Regions from separate parts of the Mus musculus genome. Here all the other regions are linked to region 1. The links are chromatin contacts, called in public HiChIP or PLAC-seq maps. All regions are on one chromosome and are shown on one strand. Each heading gives the region's core, a stretch centred on a gene start, on an enhancer-like site or on the middle of the called end of the contact. The rest is flanking DNA. Distances are from core to core; before and after follow the strand shown.

Evidence for each region. HiChIP or PLAC-seq counts read pairs in DNA pulled down with a chosen protein or histone mark.
Region 2: a contact with region 1 is called in an H3K27ac HiChIP or PLAC-seq map of the NIH/3T3 cell line, with 7 times the contacts expected there. The contact joins two enhancer-like sites. A contact is called at or near these places in 1 of 15 datasets of contacts at CTCF or cohesin (the NIH/3T3 cell line), 6 of 484 Hi-C or Micro-C datasets (the Ba/F3 cell line, the G1E-ER4 cell line, LSK cells and 1 more) and 1 of 115 datasets of contacts at active chromatin or transcription factors (the NIH/3T3 cell line).
Region 3: a contact with region 1 is called in a CTCF HiChIP or PLAC-seq map of the NIH/3T3 cell line, with 7 read pairs. The contact joins two enhancer-like sites. A contact is called at or near these places in 1 of 15 datasets of contacts at CTCF or cohesin (the NIH/3T3 cell line), 3 of 484 Hi-C or Micro-C datasets (embryonic stem cells and liver) and 2 of 115 datasets of contacts at active chromatin or transcription factors (embryonic fibroblasts and embryonic stem cells).

The regions. Positions count from the first base shown.
Region 1 is chr6:84,559,420-84,562,950 of GRCm38.p6, forward strand. No RefSeq gene overlaps it. Among named protein-coding and RNA genes, the nearest start is that of 4930504D19Rik, 26 kb to the left of the region's middle. Within about 2 kb of position 1,907, at least 11 of the 459 cell types and tissues checked have an H3K27ac peak or open chromatin away from gene starts, as enhancers often do. A contact at or near this core is called in the NIH/3T3 cell line and embryonic fibroblasts, where this site is marked.
Region 2 is chr6:84,922,497-84,926,027 of GRCm38.p6, forward strand. All of the region lies in intron 6 of Exoc6b (exocyst complex component 6B), which reads right to left. Among named protein-coding and RNA genes, the nearest start is that of Exoc6b, 150 kb to the right of the region's middle. Within about 2 kb of position 1,530, at least 99 of the 459 cell types and tissues checked have an H3K27ac peak or open chromatin away from gene starts, as enhancers often do. A contact at or near this core is called in the NIH/3T3 cell line, where this site is marked.
Region 3 is chr6:84,245,183-84,248,713 of GRCm38.p6, forward strand. No RefSeq gene overlaps it. Among named protein-coding and RNA genes, the nearest start is that of Gm10445, 180 kb to the right of the region's middle. Within about 2 kb of position 1,944, at least 37 of the 459 cell types and tissues checked have an H3K27ac peak or open chromatin away from gene starts, as enhancers often do. A contact at or near this core is called in the NIH/3T3 cell line and embryonic fibroblasts, where this site is marked.

The DNA of each region.
Region 1 (3,531 bases), core at 657-3,156:
GTGTCAGTTCATGGATCACGGGCTGAGCACTCTTCCTGTGATGAGCAACATCTTAGCAAAGGGTGCAACGGGTGAGAAGTGAACAGAGCGAACACTCTCTGACTTGGCATCGAGTCGTAGCTAATGCTTGTGAAAATAAATAGGCATATTGCAAAGGAAGGGAAGGAGGTGGCTTGCAGAGGCATGTGCCAGAAGGGAAAGTCCCATCAGGGAGGCAGGGAAGCCTCTTTGAGAAGGTGACTTTTAAGCAGGAAACTTTGGAGCAGGTGAGTCATAGAAATACGGGGTCAGGGTGGAGGGCGGGCAGTTATCAACTGAGAGGGAGCTGATGCAAAGGCGCTGTGGTGAGTGGGCAGGGCTGAGGCCAGGAAGGTGAAGATGTTGGGCTGGCTTGGGAGGCACATCTACCCTGCTCAGATGTGGTCTCCACACGCAGCCATTGATGCTATCACATCATTGCACATCATGACAGTTGTCAGTTGCCTTTGTCTTCAGATACAGTAAGACTCATGTTTAAATTGCCAGTAAGGTGACAGACTCATGAGCTGCTACTGTTTGTAACAGTTTTCACTTCCTGGGTTTCAGATGATAGAATAGGAGGGGTCTTTATTACAGATTAATGTTTTATAAACAACAAACAATAACACTCTTCTTTCTTGATTTTTGATTTATGTGCTTTACATTATCTTGTTAGTAATTTACCTTCACGTATGTCTATACACCATGTGCACGCAGTGCCCAGGGGAAACCAGAAGAAGGCACTGAACCTTGTGGATCTGGAGTTACAGTTGATTGGGAGCTGTCGTGTGGGTGCTCAGAACCAAATGTGGGTCCCCTGAGTGCTCTCAGCTCCTGAGCTTCTCTCCAGACCCCACCCTCTTCTTTTCCCTTCAACCCTACCCTGTATACTACCAATATTTTTTATCTGTGTTTTCTCTTCTTTTCATTTCTTTTTATTTTTGTTGTTTTGAGAAAAGGTCCCACTATGTAGCCTTGGTTGCCCCGAAGCTCACTGTGTAGACCAGGCTGCCCTAAAACTCACAGAGATTTACTCTGCCTCTGCCTCTGCCTCTGCCTCTGCCTCTGCCTCTGCCTCTGCCTCTGCCTCTGCCTCTGCCTCTGCCTCTGCCTCTGCCTCTGCCTCTGCCTCTGCCTCTGCCTCTGCCTCTGCCTCTGCCTCTGCCTCTGCCTCTGCCTCTGCCTCTGCCTCTGCCTCTGCCTCTGCCTCTGCCTCTGCCTCTGCCTCTGCCTCCCATGGGATTAAAAGTGTCAACATACCTGGCTCACTTTAAGTTTTCTGACACAGGATCTCAGGTAGCTTAGCCTGGCTGTAAACTCACTCTGTAGCTGTGTCCCTGCCCCTCGTTCTATATTTTTGTACACTTACATCTTATATGTGTGTGTGTTTGTTAAGAAACCGATGTGCTTGCTGGTATCTCTCTCCCTCTCTCTGCTTTTACATTTCCTTGCTTACTTTTATGAGTTTCTTAGTCAATTGCTTCCCCTTGGTTCCTTCTCTGCGGGTTTGTAAGTTCTGTAGCTGCAGAAGACACAGTTCTAAAGCCAACAGTACCCTACACATTCCTCGAGAATTAAATAGGAAGTCTGGAGAAACGGCTCTGCAGTTAGGAACACTTCTGGGGCTCGAGATGCACACAGAAACACATAAACAAGATAGAATAAACATATTTAAATGTATAGGAGTCCAGGACACATTGATTTTTTTTTTTACATCCTTCTCCAAATAATCACATTCCTGGAATCTGCCCTTCTTTTCCTTCAGTAATTTCATTTGATGTTTGCGTTTTATTTTACAACCAGGACTCTGAACAATGTAGACATTAGCCTCTCCTGCAGTCTGGTTACTCATGCCCCTACTGTCTGTCCCACCTCTTCCAGTCCTGGGTTCTTGGTCTGACTCACTTCTCAGCTCACTGGTGGAGCCTTGGAACCATTATTTTTCAGGAGTTTACATAAGCCTTTACTTGTCCAAGAATGTCACTTTCTTGACCTATATATGAGTGATGTCATAGCTATGTACAGAATTCTTTAGAATTAGGTTGATTATCCAAATATGGTGATTGTTGATTCATGGTGAAGTTACAAGTGTGTAATGTTGAGTCCTGGAGAGGCCAGGACTCTCTGTAGGAAATCTCTTCCTCTCTTGCTGAGATGGCTTCCTTTCATCCTTGATCAAGAGGTTTTATAGAGCTAAGCATCTCCGAGTCATCTCACACCAGCTTCAGCACCTTGAATCTGATGGCTTTTACTTTTCTTTGCATCAGAGAAGTTGCTTTATACGATATATTTTTGCTTGTTTTTGTTTATGTTTGGTTTTGTTTTATTTTGTGTTTGATTATAGAATCAGAAAACAATAGCCAGGCATGCTGGTACAGACTTTTAATCAGAAGCAGTCCTGAAGCAGGGCAGGCGACTTTCTGAGTTTGAGGCCAGACTGGTCTACATAGCAAGTTCCAAGCCAGCCAGGGCTACACAGAGAGACTCTGTCTCAAAAATGGAAGAAAGGGAGTGAGACAGGGGAAGAATAGTGGCTATTTTAAATATTTATTTATTTGTATTATTTTTAAGTCTATGGCTATGTATGCATATGTACCCAGGAGTGCAGGTGCCCTTAGAGACCAGAGGTGTCAGATCCCCTGCAGCTGGAGCTTCTGAGCCACTGGACACCAACTCTGGTCCTCTCAAGATCAGTGAGCACTCTAAAGGGCTGAGCCATCTCTCAGGCCCCTATAAAAGTGTTTAGATACAATTTCAGGTAGAAACTTTAAATGAAAAATGTAAACCTCCATTGGTATTTGACTTACAATGAGCTCAATAAATACATAATTTGTTAGTTGGGCCTTCCCCCTTTCCTGTACTTCTTCCTCCTCTTCTCCAGCCTGTCCTTCCTCTTCCTTCTCCTCTTCCTTCTCCTCTTCCTTCTCCTCTTCCTTCTCCTCTTCCTTCTCTTTGCCTCTTGCCATTTTCCTTCTTCTTTGAAGCCTGGGGATTGAACCCAGGACCTCACAGAAGCTCAGGGAGGGTTCTGTGCAGAGGGCTCCCCACTCTAGCAGTGCCTGACTCTCCTCCACACACCCCACATCTGTCCCCCTGGTGTGCAAACCTGTTGCCCAGGTTCTCTATGCTTTTCCTTTGTCTTAGAAAGCCTTGAGCCAATGCTCTGCTCATTTGTTTTCCTGCTGCACACATCCTGCCTTTTAAACTTTTCTAGTAGTAAACTTTCACATTTAAAAAGTATCTTCTCTACTTTAGCATAGCTAGTGTTTTCTGTCATTTCCTTCTCCTCCCTTGAAGTGACCCTCTTAGGGTAGGGGTGGGCATGAGGTTGGGATTTTGGGGTGTGGCTGGGAGTGGGGTTTGGAGAGGGTGTCTGTTATCTCTTGCCTTCACTATGTCGTGACCATCCTCCAAGATGTGTCTTCAAGGCCTCCCCTCCTGGTGTCCTTGCTGTGTGGCCTCGCTCTTGTGAATCAATGATGTCCCTACAATGCAGAGTGATGACCTACGGCT
Region 2 (3,531 bases), core at 280-2,779, 360 kb after region 1:
GTTTTTATTTTAAAGTATAAGACTATGTGTGGCCTGAGGAAGAAGTCTAAAGGCCAATCAAGAAGAATAAAACTAAGGGAACTAAATTTTTAGAAAATTCTAGAACAAGAGTAGTGTTTTTAAAGTTTATAGCTATTAATTACATTAAGCAAGCCACATATTTCTTCCTCTGAAATAGGAAAGGGAGAGTGAGTACAGGGAGGGAGGCTGAGAAAAACAAAAGGAATCTGAGAAAGCTGTTCTGATGACCTCCATCACTCCGAGATTCTGCTGAAAGCTGGAGGTAAATGGGGAGGGTGGGGAGTGACAGGAGCATCACCACCACAGTGGAGAAACAAAGGCCAACAGTGTCACTCATCCTGAAAGCTTCCTTCCATTGCTGCCACGGATGTCACTGCTTGTGCTCTTCCCCTTGAGTAAAACCATCACACTTAAGGGAACAAGAAAGCAATGAAGAGAGAGGAGTTAGCAGATACAACCTTTTCCCACCACAATAGCAAATCTACTAAGCTGACAAGCCATGTTCACACACCTATAAATTAATCAAAACCTTATCAAATTCCTTCCTTGCTTCAGAACCCTTTTGATTACATAGCATAGCAATCTAACTTGAACCTGAGTCCCCACTAACACCTCATAAGCTCATGGCAAACTGCTTCAGTTCATGAAGGCTTCATGCCACTCCTGTTGTCTCTAGCATTTCTAAGATACCGACCATTTACTCTGCTCACATAGCCAAGATACACCCAGAGGAAAGAGAAATGAACCTAAGATTCCAAAGCAACAGCCTGTTTGCGGAAGCTCAACAGTAACATCAGGTAAAAGTAAGCTTATCTCCTCCTTACTCAGTATCCTCGATTCTAAACTCATCAGAGCCATCAATGTATCAAAGTGACAGCTCATGGGAGATGGGGGACATGCACGGCTCAGACTAAGACTGTGGCTTTAACCTGAAAGAGAATGAGAAAAGAAAGGGAATGAGGAAGAAGGTGGGGGAGAAGGAAGAGAGGGGAGGAGAGAAAAGAAAGGAGGTGATAGGGTTAACTTGTATAAGGATAGATGGATTTTTTTTAAGTACTTTTCTTTTCCACGGGGGAATATCAATAGCCTTTTAAGCACTCTCACATTGAAATGTGTATTCTGACAGTCATGTCAGAGCCTGGATAAAAGCCTTTTCATGGAAATCATTAAAAAGAAAAGATCCAGACAAGAGGCCTGTTTTTGTCCAGGAATGAAAGTGGAAACGAATAACCTCAGCAGCTTTAACCGACGGAGGTGCCTTTCATACTGATGCGGCAGATGAAGCAACCGCTGCCCTCTCCGCTTCCCACACCGAGGCGCCTACATTTTCAACCAGCTGCTGTCTAAAACCTTCCAAATAGCACAGGACCTCTGAGGGTAGGATTCAGAGTGAGCACTGGCAAGAGCAGCCATTTGTGATTCAGAGCAAAGGGAATAGAGTGGCCCCAGAAGGATTCCATCAGAGCGGCCCCTCCTGGGCCCCGACTCCCCGCGTGTTAACCAAGGTCTCTCAGCTCTCAGCTCTAAACTGCTGAATCATTTCACCAGGAGCTGTGTGCCTATCTGCTGCTGAGAAACAACAGTCATTCCTCGCTCTGGCCATCATTTCCTTACTTCCCACTGCTAAATGCTCTGCTGGCCATGATCAGGCAGAGGCAGTGACTGACTCTCCCTAGGAAACTGGAAGGTGAGCCAGCCAGCCTCCAAGGTCACTTTATATTTTGGCTCAAACTCTAGGCTCTCAGCAAAAGATGTTTTTTGTTCCTAAAAGACCACAGAGATATTGATATTTCCCTTCCTCAAGTTAACAACTTTTCAAGGTCTCCCCACATGCCACATTTTCAACACTCACTCTCTCTCATTTAGTATCAGGCCTAATCTGTTTGAATGCTTTTCACTTATATATCCCATCAAAATCATTTCTAAATGATTACTAACCGTGCCAAGGGGGAAAAAAAACTTTTATTGATTAGTCCCTGGTCACTTGACGCTGATGAAAACTGCTGTCACAATGATCTTCTGAGACTCCTCAAATGATTTACTGGCTTTAACCATCTTAGGAAGAAGGGTAACACAAAATCCGAAGTTGGTGACAATAAAATAAATCCCAGAGAGCCTGGAGGTTCTCCCGAAAGCTGGTGTTATTCATAGTCTCAACACCACTAAAAACAAAACAAACAAACAAACGAACAAAAACATAACAAACTGTGACTAAACTCTGGTTTCAAATCCTCAAAGACACTTACAAAAATGTTTTTCCTCTCTCTTAAAATTAGGGAAATCATTGAATCCTTCAGAGTCCTTCAGAACACTGCAAAAACAGAATTCCACCGCGATGACAATGAAGACAACTATGCCTGGGCTCCATGCGCCTGGCAGAGTAAACTGCATTATTTGACTTAAGTCTAAGCCTATCTGTTATGGAGATACTTTTGTTACTTTCACCACATTAGAGAAAAATAAATTAGCATATAAAGATCGACTGCCATCCTACATTAAAATTACTGAATTCTGGAATGTGCATTGGGGGAGATCTAGGGTGTAGAGTATGTGTGTGTGTGTGTGTGTGTGTGTGTGTGTGTGTGTGTGTGTGTGTGCCTGTGTGCCTGTGTGCCTGTGTGTTGAGAATAGATATGATAGATTTTACTGTGTTGTCTAGCTTGATTTCAAAGTACCAGGATCAAGTTGTTCCTTCAGCCTCAGCTTCCCAAGTGCCAGGACTACAGGTGTGTACCAAAAAGTGAAAGAAATACTTTAAAACAATCCTGGGTAGGCATCCCTAGTTAATACATTTCCTACAAAGGCCACCTTTGCATAAATTATTCAGAATCAATTGTTAATTCACGTACCCCTCTCATTTCTGAGACAGACCATTAAAACAGAAAGCTCTCTTACTTAATTATTCAATAATAAACATAAAATTCAAGCATCTTTTATTCACCAATGAATCCCATAAAATCTGAAAGTAAAGCACTACTTGTAAAGGTTACAGTTAAGACTCCCCAATTTACACAAAGGAGCACTAAACACTCTGGAGATGTCACAACTTCCAGACACATCTCTGCCCATTCTTACTTGCTTAACTGTCCTCTTAATCTAAAGAAAAAGCATTTTATAAATTTTTGCTAAAATGAATGTATCATAACAACACATGTCAAAAACAATGTGCGTCAAACAACCTCCCTTTCTTGCATTTTAAGGTCAGAGAACATCCAGGATAAGAAGAAATGTTGTTCTCCTTTTGTTTGCTGAGTAAGAAAAGCACTTCTGTAGCATCCAGGCTAAGACAGTAAGGTATGGAGTGTATCATACCCCAAGTAAACGACTCTCGGGAAGGCTAGCTAGTTCATATCTTCTAACAGAAACCATCCAGGGGCTATGGCTATATCTGTAGTGTTAGAGCTCTTGCCTGGCACCTGCAAGGCCTTCAGTTCACTCCCCAATACTTCTCAATCAACCAGTCAGCATGAAAATACACAAGCAAGTAAATTTCTACTCTTCGGTTCTCAG
Region 3 (3,531 bases), core at 694-3,193, 310 kb before region 1:
TGGATATGGATATGGATATGGATATGGATATGGATATGGATATGTATGTCCAAGGAAAGGGTTATTTGGTTTATTTGGACTTACAGTTGGAGAAGAAGAGTCCATGACGGTGGTGAAGCATGACAGCAGGCAGTCAGAGCAGGAAGCTGAGATACCACGTTGGCAGCCACAAACATGAAAGAGAGGTGTGACTGGAAATGGTATAAACTTGAGAGCTGCCCCAGTTATGTACTTCCTGCAGCAAGGCCCTACCCTATGAAAGCTCCCTAACTCCCCGGTGCCACCAACTGGAGACCAAGCGTTCAAACCCATGAGCCTATGTGGGGCATTTCTAATTCAAACTACCATAGAGACCTAGCTCTGCCTGTAAGGGATCATCTAGATCAGGTTGACTGAGCTGAGGGAGCACACCTTCACCATGGGGAGGACCATCCCATGGCCTGGGGCTCTGGGCTGAATTCTAAGGCAGGAGTCGAGCACTGCCATTCATCTCTCTTTGCTTCCTGACTGTCCACAGGATGTTTTGAAACATAATGCCTTGTGCCCCTGCTGCTGCACCTTCCTCCATGATGGTCTATGAGTCCAGAGAAACCACCCCTTCTCTCGATTCTTTTGACAGATACTTTGCCCCCATGGGAAAAAAAAAAAAACTATACATCTGCATAAGTTGGAGCCAGGCCTGAGCACAGTGCCCACTCCCTAGTGCCTTCCACTGCAGAGATAAAAGGTATTTGTTGAGGGACCTTGGCACTTCCCCAAGACTGGGCAACAAGGACCCCTAACTTGGGGTGTCGTCCTCTGTCTGCTGTAGCTCCTCCTATGTAACTGGGGTTGACCAGGGACAGCAGTTCCTAGCTGGGGCCTCTGGAGGTTAGAGTGAAACCTGGGTGGGCCATGTTCTTGTTTCTTCTCCTGATCTTCAAGTCCCATGTGTGAGGTCAGCCATATGCCACAGAGGGTGGGCCTCAGGTCTGTGGGGGTCCTCGTGGGGCCCATAGCTACACTTGCTTCTAGCCTGGAGTCTGGTGTGTAGATGGCTCCCCTGGTGGGGTGGAGTGCTTTGTGTGAGTGTAATCACAGGAGACTGGGCTTTCAGAATGGTGCTGACATCCTACTTTGGAATGACTCAAATTGTTTGTATCAGCAGGAGCCTGGCAAGAAAATTCTTTTTGCTCAGATTCCAGTCACCCTAGGGGTACTTCTGTCACCCCCTGACATTAAGCCATCTTGCTGCTTATTGTATTAATTGATTTTTTTTCTTAGTTGCCTTAAAATCTCCTTTAAAAGACCCACACCAAGGGAGAGCTCCCAGATTCCCTTTATTACCCCTTCCCGCCATGTTTCACAATCCTTAGATTTTAAAATTGGATCCAGACCTGCTTCCCAAGCCTAGTTCTTTAGCTGGAGCAATCTCCTTTTGTGCTGGCTCGGTGGACACGGTTTTGTCCCTCTCAACCCATAACCTTCTTGAAAAAGAGTTCAAGAGGACAGCTAGCCCCTAGGGTGTCCACAAGACCAAACTGGTGATCACCCTGCCAGGGGTCTTAAGATGTGTGGAAGTCAGGGATGGCCAAGGAAGGCCTTCATTCAGCACGGCGCCTCACAGGCTGGGCATCCTTTTCACCAACTGCCTGTTCCTCTACTGTCTTCACACACACTTGCCTAGGTCCTGTCCTCTGGCTTCATTGAAGCACACATGCTGGCTAGATCTCCCTAGTGATGCTGGGATGCTGGCTTGGAATAGAACGGCCAAAGGCCCTACATCTGGGCAGTGATGGACCTCTGGGAGCTAGAGGTGAGCAGACCACTCCATGGCCCGGGGGGGGGGGGGTCTGTGCTATGAACATTTCCTTCCCAGAAGCATCTGCCAGGGGGCCTGCTCTGAGCCTCTTTGTCTCTGCCTTCTCAGCGGGGCTGTCAAGAGCCCAGCCTCACAGGTTGTGACTAATCACTAGCACATTTTTTTTCCATCCAAGAAGAAGAAAAAGTCGAAGGAGATGAAGAAAAAAAAAACCCAACAGTGAATAACTCGGAAGACTTTCCAACATGTGGGTGTTTTTCTGGGACCAAAGATCAGGAAGATTCCAAATGTAAACAATCCCAAAATAACCCAGTTCCCCCAAACCCCAGGCATTCCCAGGACTGGTTGTCCATGCTCCCTCCCTTCCCCGCTGGGAACTGGGGTCAGGAAGAGGTGGTAAGGCTGAGGCTCTGCATGAGGTTGCTGGGGTAGGGCCTTCAGCACTGTGTGAGCTCTGTGAGCATAAGTGGATCTTGTCATTAGAGAACTTTGGTGTCCTTTCTCTTGGGAGAGGGGCTTCTTGGTGCCACATTGGACCAGCTCTCCATGAGATAAGGGGTTTCTTTGCCTGGTTATATCTCATTGTGCTTAAACCAAACTCTTGGGACTTCTCGCCAGCACAGTGTAATGGAAAGAATATGGACTTTGAAGTCACACAGGGTTGGAATCTTGGCTCCACAGCTTATTAATTGTGTGGCCTTGACTGTGTTATTTCGCATCTGGGAATCTCAGTTTCTTCATTTAAAACAGGAGTAATATTCCTCATCTGAAACCAAAATAAAATAAAATAAAAAGAAGATAAAGTGTCTACTGTGGTGCTCAATGCCCAGGAAGGACTTGCCGTTCCATTTCTTTGCCTCTCCCATGTTGCATGTAGGATGCTTGAACTGGAGACATCATTTTTAGCCTTTCCTTTCCCAGAAGAATACTGTATATGTTCAAAGACAGACTCATTCCTCCATGTTGTTACCTACTCCTCTTCATCACCACCTCTCCCCGTACTCTCTCTCTTACCTTTCTCCCTCTCTCATCTTTTAAATGGAATCTCACTATGGTTCCCAGGGCTAGTTTCACATTCTTACATTCAACCAATCCTCCTCCCTCAGCTGTCTGAGTAACAGGGATTACCAGGCCCACAGCACAGCATCTGGTTGGTTATGGACCCTGTGAATAGAGAGTGTATTACTATTTCATGTAAAACATCTTTTGGAAGGAGATCACTGTGGGAGAGAGAGGAGATCTTGGTGAGTACATCGGAAGCCCAGCGGGGTTGATAGGGCTTGTGGTGATGGGGTAATGACAGTGGAGGGCGTGGTCGTGAAGGTGGAAGAGATGGTGGTGATGGGAAACATGAAGAAGCTGATGGAGAACGAGGTTAGGGTGATGGAAGAGGTGGCGGTCATCATAGTGATGAAGGGTAAGATGGAAGTATTTGTGATGTGAAGGGGAGGGTAGCGGTGGTGATGGGGATGAAAGCCATGGTACTGATGTTGATACAGGCCACGTGGAGGTCACAGTACTGGGGTTGTTCAGCATGACAGATTAGGTTAAACTTGATGTGGCCTCATGGTGACAGATGGTGCTACGTGATGAGATTGCTCCCAGCCAGTCATCCACTCAGTAGACAAAGGATGGAGGAGGCAGGCAAAGCCAGGTAGGAGAAGGCTATGTGATTAACTGTTACTTTGGCTCTAAGCTGTAATAGAGAACATTAGACTGCTTAATCATAG